2 separate regions of the Rattus norvegicus genome follow, and region 2 is linked to region 1. Evidence: chromatin contacts called from public Hi-C data. All regions are on one chromosome and are shown on one strand. The core of a region is the stretch at or near the end of the contact, and the rest is flanking DNA. Distances in the headings are between cores, read along the strand shown.

Region 1 (5,908 bases), core at 379-2,878:
CCTGCTCATTCTTGACTGTGAGATCCCTTCTCTACTGTTCCCACCTGCTGTCCTTGCTCTTGCTGCCTTCTCTTCACACTGCCCCTATTCTTGGGACAAGAGCTGATAACCAGCACAGTCTGTCAGATGCAGAGGTTACTGACATTTTCAGATAGTTGGACATCACAGCACACCATGTGATGGACAGGCTCCCCACAGAGTTCACCTGGCTTGGGTTTCACACCTGCTGTACACATCTGGCTGTAAAGTTGATCTCCAACCTCCCTGCCCCTTGCAACTCTCTTTTCACTTGCTAAGATCCCCAACCCTCCTCATTTTGTAGCTTCTGTTCCTACCAATCCAGCCTGGGCACCAAGGTCTAGCTTTTAAAATGTCAAATGGCCACCCAGGCATTGTGCTGAAGGAGTTTTAAACTGCCTGTCTACCTTCCAGCTGCTTCTGCAGGAGAGACAAGGAACATTCTTGTCCTCTGGTCTGAAGAGTGAAAGGGGAGTATAAATATGCAGCTTTGGAGGGAAAGAAGGGAAATTCTTCAGAATGAAAAATGTGCTCGTCTCTACTAGACACTAGAAGGGACAATTGAGGGCTCTTGGCTACGTGGAGAAAAACAACACAAAGGCCAGAGGAGCAGGACACATCCCTGGAACCAGAGGAACAGGACACATCCCTGGAAAGGGGAGTCCATTAGTGTTAGTCACAAAATGAAAGTTTGGAAAACAGCAGTGTTCAGACCCCTGACAAAAGCTGACCCCTCAACCCCCAAACAGGCTCAGTGCTGTCCTACGTAGCTCAAAGCCCTCAAGCCTCAGATTGACAAGAAGCAAAGGAGCAGAGACAACAAATTGGAGCATATGGCTGTCACCATGAACATGTGCAAACTGCAGAGAAAGAACTGGAGGCTGAGGGTGTAGCTCAGGGGTGGAGCACTGGACACACACATAGACAGACACACACAGACACACACACACAGACAGACACACACACAGACACACACACACACACACAGACAGACACACACACAGACACACACGCAGACACACACATACAGACAGACACACACACAGACAGACACACACACAGACAGACACACACAGACACACACATACATATAGACACACACACAGACACACACAGAGACAGACACACACACAGACAGACACACACACAGACAGACACACACACAGACACACACATACAGACAGACACACACACAGACACACACACAGACAGACACACACACAGACACACACACAGACACACACACACAGACACACACACAGACAGCAGACACACACACAGACATACACACACACAGACAGCCACACACACAGACATACACTCACAGACACACACACAGACACACACACAGACGCACACACACAGACAGCAGACACACACACAGACACACACACACAGACACACACACAGACACACACTCACAGACACACACATAGACACACACACACACAGAGACACACACATGCACAACACAAGAGAGAGACAGACAGAGAGACAGAGAGTAAGACGGTATGCAAATGCAGGTCCACATCAGCAGAGATGTACACAGAACTGCATGGAACGGTCTGGAGGAAAATGGAACCCAAAGGGCAGAAGAGAACTTCCAAGCATGTTGTGCAATGTGGAATGAACTCAGTGGATCTGGCTGCATTCTGACGTGATGACACTAAGGTTCTGGCAGTGCTACCGTTATGATCAGTTCTTATCAATAACCTAGGCACATATAAACCAGGCACGTTTGACTGGCGATCTGACTTCTGATGCAGAGGGAAGCCAGACCCAATTCCAGAGGAAAGCTATGAGGCGAAGGTGAAGGAGTACATACGCGATAACCGTGAGCCAGTACAAGGGTGGGCAGAGTCCTTCTGGTAGCACTCACAGCACTGACCGTGCACAGATGGAGAGGGGTAAAGAACAGTTCGTGTAAGGCACACACACGTGCTCCGGAGATTTACACAGAGAAATCAACCTTTCTGCCTGCTGGGTTGTGGAGGTTCTCCAGGCATTAGTGCGTAAAAGCAAGTATTTCCTGAGGGCTCCTGGTTTTGTGCATGCTTACTACTGAACTGCATCCCCAGACCCCTTCTGACTTTTTGAGACAGGGTCTCACTAAGTTGCCCAGGGTGGCTTGAACTCATGATTGTCTTACCTCAGTCTCCTGAGGACTTGGGATCACAGGCCTGTGCCACCAGGCCTTGTCCTAGGTGAGGTCCAAGAGAATTAGGGAGTTCAAACGGAAAGGAAACTGGATATTGATTATGATGAAGACGCACAAGACATACTGCATATGGTGCTTCTTATTAAAAAAAACTTGACCATAAATAGAACCGATGATGAGATTTAACTTTCTTTTTAAATTTAGCAATGTAGAAAATGTGGTCCAAACACCAGTGTTGTGTAATATAAACAGAAACGTTGAAGTCATATAAACACAGACCCAAAACCAGGCAACTAGGGAAAAATGTTTATGAAACTAAATGTAAATGTTAAAATACTTGACAGAGTGAAAACTTAGACTACAGCTAACACATGCTTCTCGAGGTAATAGAAATACAAACTAAACACAGCAGGGAAGATCCGCGATACAGACTTGGGACATGCAGACAAAACCTGTAACAAGTCAATTCTCAGTTTTATAACCTTAGAGAAATCTTTTAGGACCAACATATGATTAAAAACCATTTTTCTTAAGTTCAGCAATTCTCCAATTTCACACGTTTTTATTTTGCTCTTAAAATCAGGTACTAAAAACCAAATTAAATGCAAACCCTTCTATTTCATTGTGTATATTATCTTCAGAGGTATAATAACACCCGCTCGGGGTATAAAACTTTTCTTCTTTGATGGGGTGTTTCGGAGGTTTGACTTTTGCTTTAATTTAAAGTAAGTTTAACTGTATTTTGTTTTTCACTTTATGAGAATTTTTTTTATTTAAAAAGACTTTAATAATATTTTGAGAGAGCCATAGAGAAGAGAGGTGACTCTGTGGACACAGACAGCAGCCATAGCAGCCACAGGACAGAGGCTTGTTTCACGGGAACAGTGTGGCCACTATGTCCTGACTCTGTGAGGGCATGTTAAGTACAGTGTAATAAATCCATGGAGCTATTGAATAAATTCTGATAGATAAAAAGACTAGGTGTTTGGAAAATAAGCTAAAATATTGTCTCATAAATCTTTAAATTTTTAAGAGATTTAAAAGGAAAAAAGAAAAAAATTAAGCAGTTTTTGATAATGGAAGAAGTTTATATTAACTTAGATGAAAATTAAAATGATAAGATTAAGTACTTGAGGGGCTGGAGAAATGGCTCAATGGCTCTGGCCAGTCTCCAGGCAACCTGTGCTCAGTTCCCAGCACTCACAGGGCACTCATGATCAGACCCCAGGGGACCTGACACACTCTCCGGCCTCCAAGGGAATGTGCGTGCATGTGGTGCACATAGAGATAAGCAGGCATACACACATAAACACGAATAAAAAAAAGCTGCAGAAATGATTGACTATTGGAGATTTTAAATGCAGTTACAAACATTGTTAGCCACTTTAACAAGTGCTAGGAAGCAACCGTTGGTCTCTGCATGAGCAGAAAATGCCCTCGACCTCTGAGCCATTTCTCCAGTTCTCCAGCCTCTGAGGATGTGTTTTCTTCGTGCACATTCCACATGTATTAGGTGAAAAATAACAGAAAGCCACTATTTTTCTTCTTTTTTGGACTAAGTTCCTTCACAGACCAGGCGAAAAAGATCCTCATCCCTAAACTGGAAGGAAGCTGTTTATCTGACCTCGCAGAAATCAAGATTAGCGAGAGAACAGCCAAAGTTCAGAACAGGCCAGTGTCAGATCTTGAAGTCCTAAGTTAACTGAGCAGCTACTTTCCCCACCCCCCCACCCCCCACCCCCACTACAAGGAAAGTCACATTGAGGCAATCAGGTCTTTAGCTCTTTGTTTCTTCCTTCCCAGCCTTCCTTTGTAAAAACTAACCTTTGTTCAGACCCAGAACAACTATCTGCCCTGAGCAATAAGAACTGTCCAATCCTGAATTGGAAACAAAGCCGGTTACTCTCCTCAAACTAAACTCCTATAACTCCGTCCCTTTGAGCCCCTTGTTATTTTACTACTGCTGTTTTGATATTTATAAAAATGTTACTATGCTTTTCTTGTTGTGTGTGTGGGGTTGGGGAAAGAAGGGACAGAGGGAAGAACCGGGAAGAGAACAGAGCAGGAGAGGGTCAAACTATTACCATTTTTATCCCTTCACTTGTAATTGTGAATGAGACTAGCCTATGCAAATATAAAACAAATACCTTTTCTCCTGATGGTCAAGTGATTCTTTTAGAAGGGAAAAACCTCCCCCTCCCCCACTCCCTGAGGTAGTGATTTCCCTCTGTTTTGTGGTGAACGTAGACTAGAAGCTTAGAAGACAAACAGTAGCTTGGTGTGTGGTAGAAGCTGAATGGATACCAGAATAAACGCTCCCATTAAGGGATCCTGCCAGTGACCCCACTGGACCACAGAGGCTAAGACAGAACACTTGTAACCAAAATTTTGCTTCTAGGAAGTGATCAGATAAAACATATTCCTCAACATGAGGCTAAAGAATGGGAGAAATTGACACTTGAAATTCAGTTTCCAGGACTTAGCTCAGTAGATGCTGTAAGTTCAACCTCCTGCACAATAAAATAAAATGAAAACTAACAGAAAAAAAACCCCACAGCTCCCTGCTCTGGGACCTACAGACCCAGTGTGAAGAACCTGCAGCTCCAGTGGGCCTAGCACCTCTGCCCACATTGCTGATGAATCTCCACTCTTCTGCAGGATTCGTTTCCTCTCTCTCTCTCTCTCTCTCTCTCTCTCTCTCTCTCTCTCTCTCTCTCTCATTGTGTGTGTGTCTCTGTCTCTGTCTCTTTGTCTCTCTCTCTGTCTGTCTGTCTCTGTATCTCTGTCTGTCGGTCTCTCTGTATCTGTCTCTCTGTCTGTCTCTGTCTGTCTCTCTCTGTCTTTCTCTGTCTCTCTGTCTCTCTATCTGTCTCCCTCTCTCTGTGTCTCTGTCTCTCTCTGTCTCTGTCTCTCTTTCTCTGTCTTTTTGTCCCCCGCCCCCCGACTCTGTTTCTCCTGGCTCACACGTAGCTGGCACGCTTAGCTCTGGTCCCCTTTTGTCAGTTTATTTACTTTGTTATTACAACTCCTGAGCAGAGGTTTAAATATAGAAGATATGTGTTATTTGAGTCCTTGTGACTTTAGAAACACCTTCCTTGTGCAGTCACATAGTATGACATGTGATTGGGTCTTAAGCCCTAGGACTTTGAAACCTTGCTCCCTTGTCTTAAAGGTTCTGGTGATCTGACACCTTTACTTCCTGTGTTCCAAGTTCATTTTTTTTTCTTTGTCTTATCTTTGGACATTATCCTATCTTACAGGTCTGACCTTTTACCAGAATATGTCTGCAAGTGATCTTTCAGAGAAAAAAAAAGTTAATCCTGCTTGTCCCTTGGGCTCTTTTAGATGAAGATTTGGTCATGAGATCCCTGAGCAGAGGGAACATTGCTGCCACATTCTGAGGCCAGGGGTCAGTAGGCTATCAGAAAGGGGAGGATTTTGGACAGTATTTGGGGTTTTGTCTATTGTAGACACTCTATTGTGGTTTGAAAGCAGCCATCACAAGACATGAGCAGAGGACTGTGCCTTTGTCTCTGTAAAACTTTAGTTCCGTGTAGCCAGACTTTGACTGCTTTGTGTGTTCTTTTTTCTTCTACTCTCTTCCACCCCTTTTCTTCCACTGTTTCAACCCACTAACACTAGCTAAGAGAGAAAAAAAAAGCAGAAGGGCAAGGGGGTGACGGTATAGCTAAGACTACTTGTTGTCAGAGGCATTGAGTTTCTTGGGGCAAG
Region 2 (6,422 bases), core at 108-2,607, 160 kb after region 1:
GCATAAGAGACAGCCCCAGAATTAGCCTGGGTGTCAATGGTGACATGAGAGAGTGGGCAGAGTGTTAGAGAGTACCATTTGTTGACTTTAGGGAGTTAACAAGAAATCAAGAGTGCATACAAATGTGTAGCAAGGTCTCAGAGCTGACAGACAGTCAGACCCTGACCGGCTCTCACCATTAGCCAACAGGTAGCGCACCAGCTCCTCATGCCCACAGAGGCAGGCATAGTACCTAGGAAAGGGGGAAGCTGTCAGTAGAGTAGGCCCACCCTGCCCACCCAACTACCCCACCGCTCACACTCACAAAGGGGTGCTGTCCCACTTATCCCGCACGTTCACCTCCACGTCTCGCTGCTCCAGCAGGTACCTGGGCAGGAAGTTCAAAGCCTGGGTCAGAACTGCTTCTGAGATAAGAGAGAAGAGACCAGGAAAGGGAAGGAGGCCATTTCTCTCTGGGCTAAGGATGCATCTGAGAAGGGCAAGGCCTGGAACTACACAGGCCAGCATGGGTCTGCAACTGTGAGTTGGGTAGTGGCAAGACATCAAGCCCTAGGTTCAGAAGGCTGAGAAACTGGTCTTGTAATATTTGGGAGAAGGTAATGGGCCACTAATTCAGTCTGGGGAGACGACAGCAAGGAAACCAAAAGAAAACTGGTGCAGGACTTGGGGAGAGGAGAACAGGACAGATCTATGCAAGAAGTGGAAATAACAATTGGTAAGATGTTGAAGAGAAGAGGTCATGAACCAGGAAGCCATCTCTGGAACACCACAGCCCAAGGAAGCTTCAAGGTAAGACCCGAGCTCTCTGAGTTGCACTCAAGTTGAGGGAAGGTTCATTAACTCTGAGGTGGCATCTGGTGTTGGGAACAGACTTAAGGAGGGTTTCGGAGAGGGCTGCAGTCTGGACACCGCTGATGAGGACCAGGGGATTTGGAAGGAAGGGCCATGGGAGAAAAGAGTCTATCAAAGAAGAGTAAGGGCCAGGACCCTTTCTCCTCTCTGCCTGCCCACGGAGACCAGGATCTCGGTGCCAGGCTCGTAAGTAGCTGCACCAGCAGCGCCTGCATCTTTTGGAACCTCCACGGAGGGGAGTCGTTTCCCTGCACCGAGTTAAGGGTCCTGGAGACCGATCTCCCTAGGCTCGGTCAGCTTCTGGAGCCCCACAGCGCCCGACCGCACACCGTGCCCGACAAGCCCTGCGGACGCCTGCCCGCCTCCTGCACTGCAGGTTCTCACCGCACACGGCCCACGTCCCCCTTCCTGCAGCTGGCAAACAGGTCGCTAGTGTCCATGGCGAAAGAGGCTGGACCCCCGGCCGAGCGATCTCAGGAGTTGTCTGTGCCCGGCCGGATGTAAACACTCACCGCCCCGCCCCTCGCGGCACGGCCTAGCACTGCCCGCCTGTGGCTCCGCAGCGGCGCCTGGCGCCCGGAGGACCGTCCGGCCCGAACCAGGCGGTCGCATCCAGAAGGCCGCTCCCGAAGGCCCCACCCACTAACCTTAGTCACACCCACTTAGCCTCTGGGGACCTCTAGTCTTGACCCCGCCCACTCGTCTAAAAGACAACTCAATTCTCCCAGGTTCCGCCCCCTCGCCCGGAGACTAGCTCACTACCAAGACCCCGCCCCCTCGGAAGAGCTTCTCTGGAAGAGCAGTCCGCTATAGGCCCCGCCCACATTGCGCGGGATCTTTTCTGAAGACAGTACCACACCCCCCAGGCTTGGAATACTGAACCTTAACAACGCTTGTCCGTCCTTTAACTTGCCCGGTTCAGGTCCCGCCCATCAGGCCGAGGCCTCGCCCACCAGGACCTTTCCCGGCCTACTTCAAGTTCAGCCCAACCGGCTTGGATTCCACCCAGAAGGCCGTACACCCTCTACACTCCTCCCACACGTCCCTAACCATGATCACTAACTCCTGAGAATTCCCAGCCCACCAGCTCTTGGCCCCGCCCAGCCAGCCTCCCGTGCCCCACCTACTCCTCTAGGCCCTTCCCACCCACTCCCAAGAGTGCGGCCCTCCGGAGGCAAGAAACACGCGTGGAGGCAGAGCGGCCCGCGCGTGTTGGCGGCTTTAATGGAGTCCGGGCGCGGGGAGCGCGCTGGCCTCGGGCAAGCGCTCGGGGCCGGGCGGGGCGGGGTGGGAGCTGCGCCTCGGTCGCCTGCTGCGGTGGGGAAGCGTAGTGACCCGCGTGGAGGGACGGGAGGGGCGCGGGGCCGTAGCGTCTGGCAGTCTCGCGCCCGTGGCCCGGCGCTCACAGGTGAGTGTCCTCCTCGAACACGTCAGAGTCCTCAGGGTCGCGCTTGCTGCCCATGAGCGCGCTCCAGCTGCTCGGGCCGTTGATGGCCCCACCGTTCAGGCTGGGCTGCTTCTCCTGCATCTCCGACTGGCTGTCGCTGGCCACGTCCAGCGTGGGATTGTCGTGGCAGCCGTTCTCCACGAAGCGAAGCTCCTCACCGTGCGACTGCAGCAGCAGGAGAGAGCGCTGGGCGCGCGCAGTGACTGGCTACGCCAAGCCCCCAGGGTATCCCCTTGGAGCCCAGGAGACAAGTGCCTGCAGCTCAAACCTAAACCTCTACTCAACAAACCCTGTGACCTCCCTGGTGTCACCGCTTTCAACAGCGAATTACACACGGGTCTGCCCAAAACTCAAAGCCCTTGCGCTGGGGCAGGATGAACAGGGCATGCCTGGCCCCTTTCTCTTGTGCAGGTTGCTGGAGCCCTTGGAGGGGAGCAGCTGCTCTCAAGCCTTGCAGAGTGGGGCACTAGGGTTAGGAGGAGCTGGAGAAGAGGAGGAACCCCTTGGTGAAACTTACCCCCCACACACACACACTCTATCTCCTGGAAGACATAGTACCAGGCTCGGAGAGGTAGATGGCAGGCCCCAGCCTGGCACTGAGCACAACTGAGTTGGTATAGGTTTCTAGGTGAGGCTACTGGATAGCACTGGCTGATACTAGCCACACTCTGCCCTTCATTCCCAAGCCCTACCTAGCCTACTCACCACGTGTTTCAGCTTGGGCAGCCGACGCTGCCAACAATTGTAGAGTAGGCCAAGCACAATGATGATGAAGCAGATGACACCAATGATCACCAGCACTACAAAGAGTGTCCCGTAGTCACTGCGCACCTGGGTGGCCCGTGCCTGGCAGCTGCTGGTGGTGGAGTAGTTCTGGATGCCAATCTGAGGGTGGGGGTATGGGACCAGGCATCAGGAAAGTAACATCCCGAGGGTGAGTTAATGCCCATGACAGCCCTGGTTCCTGGACCTGTGCTGAGGGACACACCGTTCTGTCCCTATTGGTTCATCTAAGCCTCTCCCATTGGCCACATTCTCAGCCCTCTCACATCCTCATTGTTTTTCTGCTCCAACCCAACTTTGAATGCACCAGCTATGGCTCTGTACAGAACTGAGACGTGGCAGTCATGACCCAAAGAGATGAGGCTCCACACCTGTCCCCATCAGTCTCACAAAGCAACAAGGCATCTGGGAGACTCAAGTTCCCAACACAAAGTCAGAGCCCTGAAGCAAGCCTCCTCTTTAGGGGTAAGGTAATGTCATTCTGGCCATCCATGGTAGGCCGGGCCTCAAGGGCCACTGTGGGGATGCCAACTGCAGCTGGGGTCTCAAGCTTCTTCCCTTTCCCAGAGGTAAGATCACAGATGGCATGTGCCTCCCTACTGTGGGCTGCTCTGGCTAGCTTGGCTTCTCCCCCAGTGGGAAAGCTCCCCGACAGTCCAGCTTCAGGTGAAGGGAGGGAGCAAAAGAAGGTGAGTGTTATCAGTGAGCCCTGGAGCAGGGACTGGGCTTCAGCTCTTCCCTGCATTGTGTGAAACCCTTGCAGGGGTCCACTGTCCATCTGTGCTCCTGAGCCCAGATTTGGAGATCATGAAGGACCTGGTGGAGGAGGAACAACACAGGCCCTGCCTCTACCATTGCTGCTCCAGGGGAACCTGAGGTGTAGGGACATGAGGTGGAGGTCCAAAGCTCTGTGACAAGAGCTTTGGGAGTCATTCAGCAACTCAACAGCTTTCCATCTGGCAGGCTTGGTCTTAGGCAAGGGACCTGATGGCTCTGGGCTTTGCCTCTCCCCTCAGTTAATCCTTACGACCCCATGGAGTGGAAGAGGGGGTCCAAAGGAGAATCTAGTATAAACACTGAGTGTAGGCTAGAAACACTTAGCTCCCTTGCATGTGGAATCCTGGGTATCCAGACCTCCAGCTTGTGTTCTGTAGCCCAGCAGGGGCCAGAAGACCACATCTGATGAGGGCCACTCTAACTGTGGAGGGCTGTTTCCAGTTCATGGCATCTCCACACCTCGGGTTCCCCTGGAGAAGCATTGGTAGGGGCAGCGTGTGTCTTGTTCCCCCTCCACTATGCTCCCCATGATACTTCAGACACCATCCCACTTAATTCCCTCTTCCATGGGCGCTCTACCATGGCCTGGGGTGTGCAATCCTTTTGCTTGGGTAGTAACCTGCACATGCTCTTTGTGGGATGGCCAGAGCCCTGACATGCACCCCTGTCCTGGAACGGGCTGTAAATTCTTCCAGGCACTTTTTGAGAGCCAAGAACATTAGAAGATGCTTCAGTGACTGCCAGGTCAAGTCCCTAACTTACCTCCTCCAGACTCCTGCGGATGCCACTGAGCATGGAAAGGACATCTTGAGTGGGTACCACCCCTGGAGGGAAAATGCCATAATCACCACAGCATCTTGAGGTGTCTCCACACCACCCAACCCTTCTTCTGCGACAGGCATCCTGAGCCTCCTCTGCTGCCCTTCTGTTTCTAATCACAGAGGACCTCAGGGCCCATGTATGTCCTCTGCTGACCTGCTTCCCATTGAGTTGATCCCCTGGGAAACTATATGAAAGGCCTGATGCTAGAAGTCACCTCTGTAGCCCAAGGGTCCTGCTCTCAAAGTGTGTGATGTCCATAGCTGTCTCCTCATCCCCAGAACCCAGGTATCACTCCATCCAGAGCCCTGCACTAGCATGCTTTACAGCCCTATCCAGTCTTTCCTGGGCCTCCACTGCCGGGCTGTGGTGGGACACCTCCCCATCTGCTCACCCTGCTCTCCTACAAGAGTCATCAGCAGGTGCTGCTCTTTCTCACTGGGCTTGCTGAGAGAGATATGCCAGTCTCCACGGTGGCCACTACGGTGGCGTGGCAGAACCTCCTCCACCAGGGCTAGGAGCCGTAGTCCCCGGTGTCGCCGAAACACTTCCTAGGGGTTCAGAGGAGCCAAACTCAAGGTTGGATGGTAGCTCTCATCTCAGATCCCAAACACCTAGGTGGTCCTCTGGCTAGCCTGGTCGGCTCTGGGGCCAGCTGAGAGCAAGGCAGATACAGCTTGTATCTCTACGTCCATCTCTAAGTACCACAGTAAAGGTGTGAGCCTGCCCCAGTCTGTCAGGTGGAGGGGACATGGATCTGTCCACTGACAATGACAACCCCTTAACTGGTGTTGGAAACATGATACCCATGGTAGGTGTCGAGTGCTGAAAAAGACAGCAGTAAGTCCCCATGGCCACCAGAGAGCAGGGAGGCTGAAAACAGCAGGCTCCTCTGCTGGCCATTCCACCATATGGCTGTCACTGAGCCTCAGGGGAGTAAAGAGAATGCCTTTACAGCAGGGACTTGAAACCCACAGAGATGACTCAGATACCCTGGGAACGGGGCCAGGGATGGGGTGGGGTGGGGTGGGGTGGGTGAGGTGGCTTCTTTCCCCTCAGACTCTCACTGTTTAGACGTCATGTATAATTACAGAATAACACAGAAGCAAACCCAGCCCTCCACAGGAACTCTGTGGCAGAGAGAGACCAGGCTGCCGCCACCAAGGCTCACGCCCGCTGTTTGTAAAAGGCCCTCCTTTCACCCTTGGCTCTTCAGCAGCCTCTCCCTCTTGTATATGAAAAACTTCGTCCCCATTTCTCTAGCTTCCAAGAGTCCCAACTAGATCCCTCTCCCTCTCCCAGATGCTCAGCTCTCTAGGGTGTTGAGGAGTCACAAACATGTCAACAGGCCACCACGAGTGCAAGCCCAGTGCCTGCCTTGTGGCAGCCACGGCAGAGACGAACGGCTACTCTTATTGTGTTCCTACCTGGCATAAAGACCTATCCCTTGGTGGTTGTTCCAACCCGAAATCCACTGAGCTGACTTTCATGGTGGGCTTGTTCCTTGAGACCATAGCAAATGCCAAGTACAGCTCAGGTCTAGACACACTCTCTCTCTCTCTCTCTCTCTCTCTCTCTCTCTCTCTCTCTCTCGTCGAGTGGTCAGTGTCGTCACTGATGTGAGGGCAGGACAGGCTTCTACCTACCTGCTGCTCTGCCACACGTGTGACACCCTTTACTGCACAGCGATGTCTCCAACACCCAGTTAGCTGAAGAGGAAAAGCATTCGCCTTGGAACTAAATG

Evidence for each region. Hi-C and Micro-C count contacts between places; a contact is called where the count stands out from the background.
Region 2: a contact with region 1 is called in a Hi-C map of liver, with 2.6 times the contacts expected there. The contact joins the promoter of Abtb1 here to the enhancer-like site in region 1. A contact is called at or near these places in 2 of 12 Hi-C or Micro-C datasets (Schwann cells and liver).

What each region holds. Positions count from the first base shown.
Region 1 is chr4:122,702,668-122,708,575 of GRCr8, forward strand. No RefSeq gene overlaps it. Among named protein-coding and RNA genes, the nearest start is that of Mgll, 44 kb to the right of the region's middle. Within about 2 kb of position 1,629, at least 2 of the 93 cell types and tissues checked have an H3K27ac peak or open chromatin away from gene starts, as enhancers often do. A contact at or near this core is called in liver, where this site is marked.
Region 2 is chr4:122,861,432-122,867,853 of GRCr8, forward strand. It overlaps Abtb1 (ankyrin repeat and BTB domain containing 1), which reads right to left and starts at 1,358. Exons shown (of 12, transcript NM_001005902.1): 1 at 1,237-1,358; 2 at 305-367; 3 at 177-232. The coding sequence starts at 1,292. It overlaps Podxl2 (podocalyxin-like 2), which reads right to left. Exons shown (of 8, transcript NM_001106607.1): 5 at 5,073-5,229; 6 at 4,622-4,683; 7 at 3,005-3,184; 8 at 2,045-2,464. The coding sequence ends at 2,255.